Linked DNA regions of Mus musculus: all the other regions are linked to region 1. A link is a contact called in public Hi-C and HiChIP or PLAC-seq data. All regions are on one chromosome and are shown on one strand. Each heading gives the region's core, a stretch centred on a gene start, on an enhancer-like site or on the middle of the called end of the contact. The rest is flanking DNA. Distances are from core to core; before and after follow the strand shown. Region 1 holds the start of Trub1 (TruB pseudouridine (psi) synthase family member 1). Region 2 overlaps Hspa12a (heat shock protein 12A). Region 3 overlaps Ccdc172 (coiled-coil domain containing 172).

Region 1 (2,832 bases), core at 110-2,609:
TAGCACCACTCCCTTAATGAAAAAGCATTCAAATCTATGAGGCTGTGGGGACCATTCCTATCCAAATCACCACACAGTTAGAGAACAGAGAACATAGATTAGAGGGTAGCAGAAAAGAGATATGGTGGGGGTGGGGGAGAGGGAAGGAGAGATGGCAGACTGTCTTAGTCAGTCTGAAATATAATATTAAATAAAATGACCTGTGAGTTAAAGGCTTGTCCAATGTGTAAGATGTTGGCTACTTTAGGAAATTAGAGCTTGATTTTTCTAATGCCCAGAATACTCTATCTGTAATGATTCCTCTGACATACATTTGTTGCGTGAATGGTAGACGTGTAACTGGCATCCCCTGACTGGGATCATTAGGCAATGAGGCATCATTAGGGAAGAATGTTAGCCTGGCAGAGCACTATGAGAAAGAATGGCTGTAAGGCAATGTGGGGAAACAAAGAAGACAAAGTGGCTATCCCATAATAACCACACTTCCATTTAATGCATTTGGGGAAGAAGTAAAAGGATTTTTTTTTCCTCTCTTAGAGGGACAGCCTAATGCGAGGTCTGCAAAGAGTTTAAATATTAATTTAAACCATAGGCGTTTTTGTTGTTTTGGGTTTTACTTGTTTGTTTGTTGAGATAAGGTCTCAGTATGTTACCCTGGGTGGCCCGGAACTCACAGAAATCCACCTGCCTCTGACTTCTAAATGCTGGGATTAAAGGCATTCACTGTAGGGGGCTAGGGGGAATTTATGCTAGAGTGAGTTGGTAAATCCTGATCGGACACATTAGTCAAACAATGAATTTTGATTGTTGGTCCTTGATGTTTTGTCTCAGGAATGAGACAGTGGCCAAATAACTGAATGGACCTTGGGGCTAGCTTTAGGAATGTAACCTACAGTTTAGCAGGGGAGAAGGAAAAGGGGAAGAAGAGTAAAGCCTGTTGGTGCCATGTTTGCCATGCCTGTTAGAGAGCCCTTCATGCACCACCACGAATGGATCAACCATATATAGTTTTTGATTCCTATAAAGGAATAGAAACTCCAAAAGAACATTAACATTTTTTTTAGAACTGTCAAAAACTGCAGTCAAAAATTCAAAATTCATACACACACACACACACACACACACACATGCAGGTTATGGGGGGGCGGTACAGAAAGGAAGTGACTCTACCTCAAATACACAAATTAGGTGTTTGCGTTGGATAGTTTACAGCGGCAACTCCAATGTACCTCTTCACGACTAAGAGCATTTGGTAACAGAGATATTAAAGGTTCCAGCAGAACTCCGAGATGCCAGAGCAAGCCATTGGCCTATACCGAGCCTATGGACTACAATTCCCAGAAGGCCTTGCAACACATCGGTGTCATCTCTGCTCGCCTCTTGGCCCAGGCCGTGAAAGCATGGCAGCTGCAGAGGCAGAGGTGGTTTCACCTCTGATTGTGGACACAGCTCCTGACACTTCAGGAACAGCCGAGGCCTCTGTAGCAGCATCGGTGGCGGAAGCGGCCAGGACTGAATCGCAAGCCCCGGCCTCCAAGGCCGCCCTGGCTGCTAAGCTCATGTCGCTGAGCGGCGTGTTCGCCGTGCACAAGCCCAAAGGGCCCACTTCAGCCGAGCTGCTGAACCGGCTGAAGGAGAAGCTGCTGGCAGGTACTGCCGCCCGGGTAGGGACCAGGCTGAGGAGTTCTCCACCACACTGGGATTTTTATCTCTAGTCTTTCTTCTTTTACTTACTGACTTACTTTGTGCGTCTGTGGCTCAAGATAGAAAGAGTGACCACCGAATTAACTCTGGACGAAAACCCAGGGCATCTTAGGCTTGGACTTACCCAAGTGCACACTCTTTCAACAGTGGCCCTTTGAGCTTCTCACGGGAAGTACGTGTAGAGTTGGGGGACCAGTCTGCATATACAGGTTTTCACCCTGGTGGCTGCAGCCCAGTTTTCTGTAGTTTGATCCCTCCCAGGGTTTTTGTTTAACTCTTGCGAATGAGTACCACCAGAGGAAATGCAGGCTCTCTACCCCTAAGTTGCAAACTTAAAAGTTTATTTGAAAAGCACATAGGCTGAGTTAGCTAGGATTTAGAAAGGACACCACTTTCACCTTTTAGTGGGCACGGTGATTCGTCTTCTATACAAATGCAGGTTCCTGATCCCCACACTTGCAGACCCTGAAAGTCTGAAGATCTGGGATTATTTTGGAAATTGTGCTCTATTGCTTCAGATTGTGCTTTCTTTCTTCTTCTTTTTTTAATGTAGTATTTTTTGAGGAACATTAAAATAGAAGATGGCCATTTTTCTAACCATTCTTCCTCTTGATCATTTATAACAGGAGCATTAAAAAGCCAAAACCCTTTAGTTTTGTTTTGCGTGTGAATGTGTATGCAGTGTGAGTGTGTGTTTGTAGGTGAGAGGTGATGTTGGCCATCTTCAGACATGGCTTTCCATCTTGTGTATTGAGCCAGAGTACCTCACTTGAACCTAGATCCTGCCAATTAGGCAAGTCTGCCTACTCAGCTTGTTTTAGGGACAACTGGCTAGGAATCAGGGTAGCATTCAGTGTCACCCTCGTGTTTATAGGGGTGCTGGAGATCCAAGCTCTGGTCCTCACTATTGCTTGGCGAGCACTTTACCCTGTGAACAGTCCCCACGGAGCCTTTCTTTTACTGGATTCTCATGTTAAGCTGCATCTGTGGAATCCTATAGGGACATAGGATGAACAGTGGCCGCCTCTTCCCTTAAGTCGGCTTACAGTCTTGTGATCTCTGCAGTTCCAGATTCTCCAGAGCTTCAGCTTAGCTTGTCTTGTTACAGGTACAGAGAAACCTCTCACA
Region 2 (2,832 bases), core at 84-2,583, 1.4 Mb after region 1:
CACACACATATACACACACCACAAACATACATTCCACACATACATACTACACACACACCACACACACATACACTACTCACACATACTACACACACATACTACACATACATATACACCACACACTCCACACACACACACATTCCACACACACATATACTCAATGTATTCCACACACACACACCACACATACTCATAACATACTCCACACACATACACTCCACACACACACAACACACATTCCACACACACTCCACACATACACCACACAACACACATTCCACACATACAAACTACACACACACACACACACACACACACACACACACTCCACACACACATGTGTGGAGTATGTGTGGTGTATGTGTGGTGTGTATGTATGTGTAGTATGTGTGTATGTGTGGTGTGTGTGTGTGTGTGTGTGTGTGCACAGGAAGAAAAGGATCTCAATATGTCCTTCAAAGACCCCTAACTTCCTCCAAGTAGGTTTCACCCCTCAGGTTCCAATGTCTGCAGTAGCTTTGGTAGGAACAAGAGAGGAATCCTACAGATTTAAGTCACAGAAGTTAGAAAGACAGGGACCATTTCAAAGATGCAAATAGTCAACTGCAAAACCCCGGCAAGGCTAAGAGGAAGTGAGACTGGTGCTCTCTCATGAATGAAAATTTAACTGTCACACTATCTACATCAATAGTTTTAGATGACTTTTTTTTGTGTACTAAGAATTGAACCTAGAGCCTCCCAAATGTCCAAAGTGCTCTCTCCCACGGAGCTGTAGTCAGCCCATGTCTTAGATAATTAGTATCACCTCAGTCTTATACAACTAGGTATGTAGACTATCTTTTAAAAAAATAGTTTAGTGAATATAAAATCAGGTGAGAGCGATGTTTGTTGGTTCACTTAAAATGATGTTTGCAGCACAGACTGGTACAGGAAATCAAAGTACTTATGCAGCAAAGTAAGAGATGAACAGATAGAAGTACGCTGAACCAATGCGCCTCCTGCTACTCAACTCTGGAACCTGAGCCTGGCATTGAGGAGCAGCTAGTTAGCTTAACCCTCATGGCTTTCCTTAATGTCCCAGGGATTAAAATGTGGGCTTCATCTGGTTCCAGCTACAAATGCAAGGCACGTAAAAACAGGTCACATTTTAGTCGCTCCCAGCTCTAATGGCTTTCATCAGAGCAGGCACTCTTAAGACGAGAATAAATAAATGAAGTCTTGCGAAGGGAGTCGTAATTCATAAACTTGCTTGTTGCCCTTGTCTCTGTGGGGGACATTAGTCAGCAAACGCCAGCGAGCAGACTCCCCCGCAGTTCGAGGTACATGGGAATGGATCTCATACTCTAATCTCAATGCTTTTAAAGATGGAGATGGAGCCACTAGGCTGGCCTTATGCTGCAGAGCTCCAGATTTGTGTGAGATGTGACGGGCAGTCTCATCACAGTCTTTCCTCCCTGGGGAATTCTCTCTCTGCTGACTCTCGGCTTTATGTTTCTATTAAATAAAGGGGCCTTTCTAAAGACTGCTGTTTTCTAAGGGTCACAACTTTAAAAATCTCCATTTCTTCTTCTTTCCTGGGATGGCAGGTATTTGCCCAGATTACAGTCTCTGTGCAGAAGCCCGATCTTCCTTTCCTTACACACCGTCTTTGCAGTATCATCTTGGAAAACTGATCTGCTCAAGGTCATTTGTAGGTTACTGGGAAATGTCTTTTGGGGAGGAGGATAAAAAAACCTCTTTTATTGCCCTGGAACAGGCTTCATGGCTAGCTGAACCAATGCATTACACCAAGCTGAAGTTCCATCTCAGTAAATAATTGATGGGTTTTTTTTTTTTTAATTACCATGGTTGATGTCCAAAGTAAATGGAAATTTTATTAGCGTGAGCAGGGAGACCCTCTCAATACAGAGAATCCCGAGGATAAAATAACCGCTCTCCAGATGCTACGTCATAATTATGTAAATGAGTACTCTGTGGTTGAAACCGAAGCATCCAGTATGGGCCAAAAGGGGGTCTGTGACAATGGCCTGAATCTTCTAGCAACCTTCTCTTGCTTCCCGGACAGTCCAAGAGATGAGACTGAGAACAGTGAGGTTCCCCCAGTCAGTGAGTTCCCAGAGACACTCAGCTGGGCAGCACACTTTCTCCTCTTACGATCAGGTTCAAACACGGGTTCCTGGGCTTTCAACGTGTGCCTGAGTATGTGCAAGCGACTGCTGGGAGCCGTGAGGAAACACCTTCTAGACCAACAGCTTGTAGAAGTCAGACTCAGCAACCATGTATCACGAGGCCACCAGCACCCTGCACTTAGAGAATCTCCACACAGGCTCTCAAGATAGCTCTGTCCACCAGCTTCCACCAATGGACTCTTCCATGAGCTGAGGTCATGCTTCCTGTCTGATTCCCCTGGCACCTAACATGTTAAAGGGTTGCAAATGTTGAATAGCTGAATAGCTGGATGGACTGGTGAATGGATAGACAGACTGAAGAGAGGATAGATATGTGTTTGTGTGGATGTGTATGGTGGCTAGGGTTAATGGTCAGCTACATGGAATCTAGAATCGCCTGGCCTCTGGACATGCCTGAAGCAGTGATCTTGATTGCTCTAATGGAAGTGGGAAGACCTGCTGCTCTGTAGGTGGTACCATCCCCCTGGCTGCTACCCTGGGGTGCGTCAGTGGAGAAATGGAGCTGAGCACGCAGCATTCATCATGGCTCTCTGCTTCCTGATTGGATACAATGTTCATCACGCTCTCTGCTTCCTGATTGGATACAATGTTCATCAGCTCTCTGCTTCCTGACTAGATACAATGTGACCAGATGTTTCAAGCT
Region 3 (2,832 bases), core at 145-2,644, 1.1 Mb after region 1:
ATTTAGGAGACAGAGTCAATAATTTCTTTAGTTTCTGTTTACTGTAGACTAAACGGCTCACACTGCCATAGGCATGTTAGTGTCTCAGCTCAAACTTGATACGTCTGAAATCATTTCTCACACAGTACAGTTTGTGGCTTTACAGTATTTCCCTATCAGATCCCTCCTTGGCTGTTATCTTGTAACAAAGCAGAGGTAAGACGTCTGCAAGACAGTAATTCTGTGAGTGAGTAGTACACTCATCCTGTGAGTAAGTCAGGATTATATGTAGCTGGACTCTGGTTACTTTGTGGGTTCTTCTTTCTTCCACCCTTTCAATTTCCTAACACTAAACAAGAGAAAAAAGGATGGAGAGTGAAGGAAGAGATCCCTGAATAAAGCCAGGGTCAGTGAGGGGTCGAAGTCATCATTAGACGGCTTCCTGCTGAGTACAGCCTTGAGGTCCTGGGGGCATGGGTCATTTCTGCCATCAGAACATCTCAGTTCTTCTTGTTTCTTTGTGTACAACTACTTAACAGATCACAACCAACAGCAACCAGCCAAAAACCCACCAACATTTCACCTTATCTCTCAGGATCCTAGCATCTATATACACTCTGAAATGTTCCCAAAATTCCCAACATCACACAATTGCAGAAACTGTTTGCAGCTGGAAAGATCACATCCCCACCAGAGCAGGAGGCAAATCATAGTCAGCTGCTGTGGACAGTCTGCCGCCCATACCCCACACCTGGGATTAAGCTGTTGCTCCTGAAGGCAAAACTTACACGTAGCAAAGAACCAGGCAAAGCCAAGTGCTTGTCTCTTAAGTTCTAATAAAGAATAGAGCCAGGTCACCCAATTTCAGTGTCACCTCATCTGTACCCTGACCCATTGATGACCATAGCACTGGGAGGCGGCATGTAGGAAGCCCATCTCCCTTCGGGGCAGTGACTTTCCACCTTCTCCCACTTCCTCTGTTGTGCTTTCCCCTTGGTTGTCACGAGTGTTAAAAAAAGTGCGTGTGTGTGTGTGTGTGTGTGTGTGTGTCTGTGTGAAGGAGAAAGTGAGTGAGTAAGCATGGGTGGGTGTGGCTGTGAGTGTGTGGAGCTCAGAGGACGACTTTGTGCAGTTGGTTCTTTTCCTTCCACCCTCTGTTTTCTGAGAATCCGTATCAGAAACAGAAGTCAAGAATGTCAATCCTGAATGTGTACTATTAGCACATTAACCAGAGCCTGCAGCCTGAGTGCCCGCCCCTTAGTCCAGGACACTTAAGGAAAATACGAGACTCATTTGCCATTTTTTCTCTCTTTTTTTTTTTTTTTTTTTTTTTTGGTAACTCACGTGTACAGTTTTCCAACGTGATCTGTGTCTGAGACACTGTTGAGTCACAGTGTCACACGGCTGGGCACTGCTGACTCATCTGTGTCTGAAGCATTGTTATGGGCAGTGGTGCTGAAGTTCTTTTTATTATCAGAATTACTCAGAGGCAGCTTTAGCATTTCCATTTTAATGCCGTGATTTAGCAAGAAGGATGCTGAGAGACCTGGATTTTAACCCCATGCTTACCCCTAATCAATTAAACGTCCTTTATAAAATCTTGAACTTGTGGGCTGATCTTAGTCTCCTTTGTATAACAGCAATGAAGCGTCGTCGTGTTCTTACACTGAACAAATGAGGGGCTGCTTTGATCCTTTCCTTGTCTGCCCTGCTGCCTTGCGTGTGACGTTAAAGTCTGGAAACTGCATTTCCTGATTCTGCATCAGGGACACGAAGCCCCTCACTGTCCTCCCGGGGGTTTCAGGCATTACCTCAGTCATGCAAATGTATGTCTTTATCTGTGTCTGTGTCTTCAGATACGGTTGATGGGAACTGCACCCAGGACCCAGGTCGGGCGGCTGTGCTACACCTTATAGAAATGGAAGATCGTGTTTCTATTTCACGTCAGCTATTTTTTTCTAAATGCCAGTATTCCTAGGACTTACTAGCTGTAATATTTCAAAATGTCTTTGAAGCCAACCCCGTGGCTCTGGAATAGACTGCTCCCAGGCTCTTTACTGCTCAGTGTCTTCTGGGACACAGATTTCACAACCCGTCTCTCACCTTGAGGAAGTTCTTATAACTAACATAAATCTTGCTTTCTGCAATTTAAGTTGAATTTATATCATTTTTCTTTTCTCTGTAGAGATGAGAACAGCCCCAAGCTGGAGGTAACACACTGTCATGAGGACCAGTACTGAATGCTGCAGACAAACTATTTTAGTTTCTTGGCCTTTCATTCTGACTTTGTCTCAGAAGGAACTGTTTTTAAAGTCCAAATGAAATAATATCGGTGCTTATGAAATCTTTTGCTCTTTAGAATAAAATGGGGCACAAAAGTTAAATTTTTGGGAGGGAGGGGGAGATGGTGGTCTCTGATCCTGTTTGTAAGGATCTGTTGGGTGAATGCCTGCAAGAGGCAAGGATGGATTTCGCTTCCTTAGCTTTCAGCCACCTGCCAGTGCTGACCTTGCTACCTACCACTGAGCCTCTAAAAATAAGACCCCTGAGTAAATGGGTAAAATTCAAAGGTTGGGTTCTCAAAATGTATTTGGGATATTTAGCCAAATTTACGTCTACTTTATGCATAGTTAACGTCATAAACCTGGGTCTGGGCTGTAGAGATTTTCCCATGTTTGGTGGTCACAGCGATTGATTCTTTCTAAGTTGTGAGACTAGAAGCCTGCTCCTTGAAACAAGCTGTCCAGACGTGGGCTTCAGTGTGCATGGTCAGATGCTGCAGTACTCAGCTAACACTTGTGCTGAATGTGGGAGGAAAAAGAAACCAGCTGTGCCCCTCAGGAGCCCAGAGTC

The links. Hi-C and Micro-C count contacts between places; a contact is called where the count stands out from the background. HiChIP or PLAC-seq counts read pairs in DNA pulled down with a chosen protein or histone mark.
Region 2: a contact with region 1 is called in a Hi-C map of B cells, with 5 read pairs. The contact joins the enhancer-like site here to the promoter of Trub1 in region 1. A contact is called at or near these places in 3 of 39 promoter capture datasets (hippocampal neurons, liver and pre-B cells) and 1 of 484 Hi-C or Micro-C datasets (B cells).
Region 3: a contact with region 1 is called in an H3K27ac HiChIP or PLAC-seq map of the NIH/3T3 cell line, with 5 times the contacts expected there. The contact joins the enhancer-like site here to the promoter of Trub1 in region 1. A contact is called at or near these places in 7 of 39 promoter capture datasets (the 3T3-L1 cell line, 3T3-L1-derived adipocytes, the C10 cell line and 3 more) and 3 of 115 datasets of contacts at active chromatin or transcription factors (the NIH/3T3 cell line, astrocytes and pancreatic cancer cells).

The regions. Positions count from the first base shown.
Region 1 is chr19:57,451,547-57,454,378 of GRCm38.p6, forward strand. Trub1 (TruB pseudouridine (psi) synthase family member 1) reads left to right here and starts at 1,360. Exons shown (of 8, transcript NM_028115.3): 1 at 1,360-1,650. The coding sequence starts at 1,401.
Region 2 is chr19:58,832,533-58,835,364 of GRCm38.p6, forward strand. All of the region lies in intron 1 of Hspa12a (heat shock protein 12A), which reads right to left. Among named protein-coding and RNA genes, the nearest start is that of Gm52393, 23 kb to the right of the region's middle. Within about 2 kb of position 1,334, at least 18 of the 459 cell types and tissues checked have an H3K27ac peak or open chromatin away from gene starts, as enhancers often do. A contact at or near this core is called in B cells, where this site is marked.
Region 3 is chr19:58,522,852-58,525,683 of GRCm38.p6, forward strand. The region is part of intron 3 of Ccdc172 (coiled-coil domain containing 172); the gene reads left to right. Among named protein-coding and RNA genes, the nearest start is that of Ccdc172, 12 kb to the left of the region's middle. Within about 2 kb of position 1,395, at least 72 of the 459 cell types and tissues checked have an H3K27ac peak or open chromatin away from gene starts, as enhancers often do. A contact at or near this core is called in the NIH/3T3 cell line and pancreatic cancer cells, where this site is marked.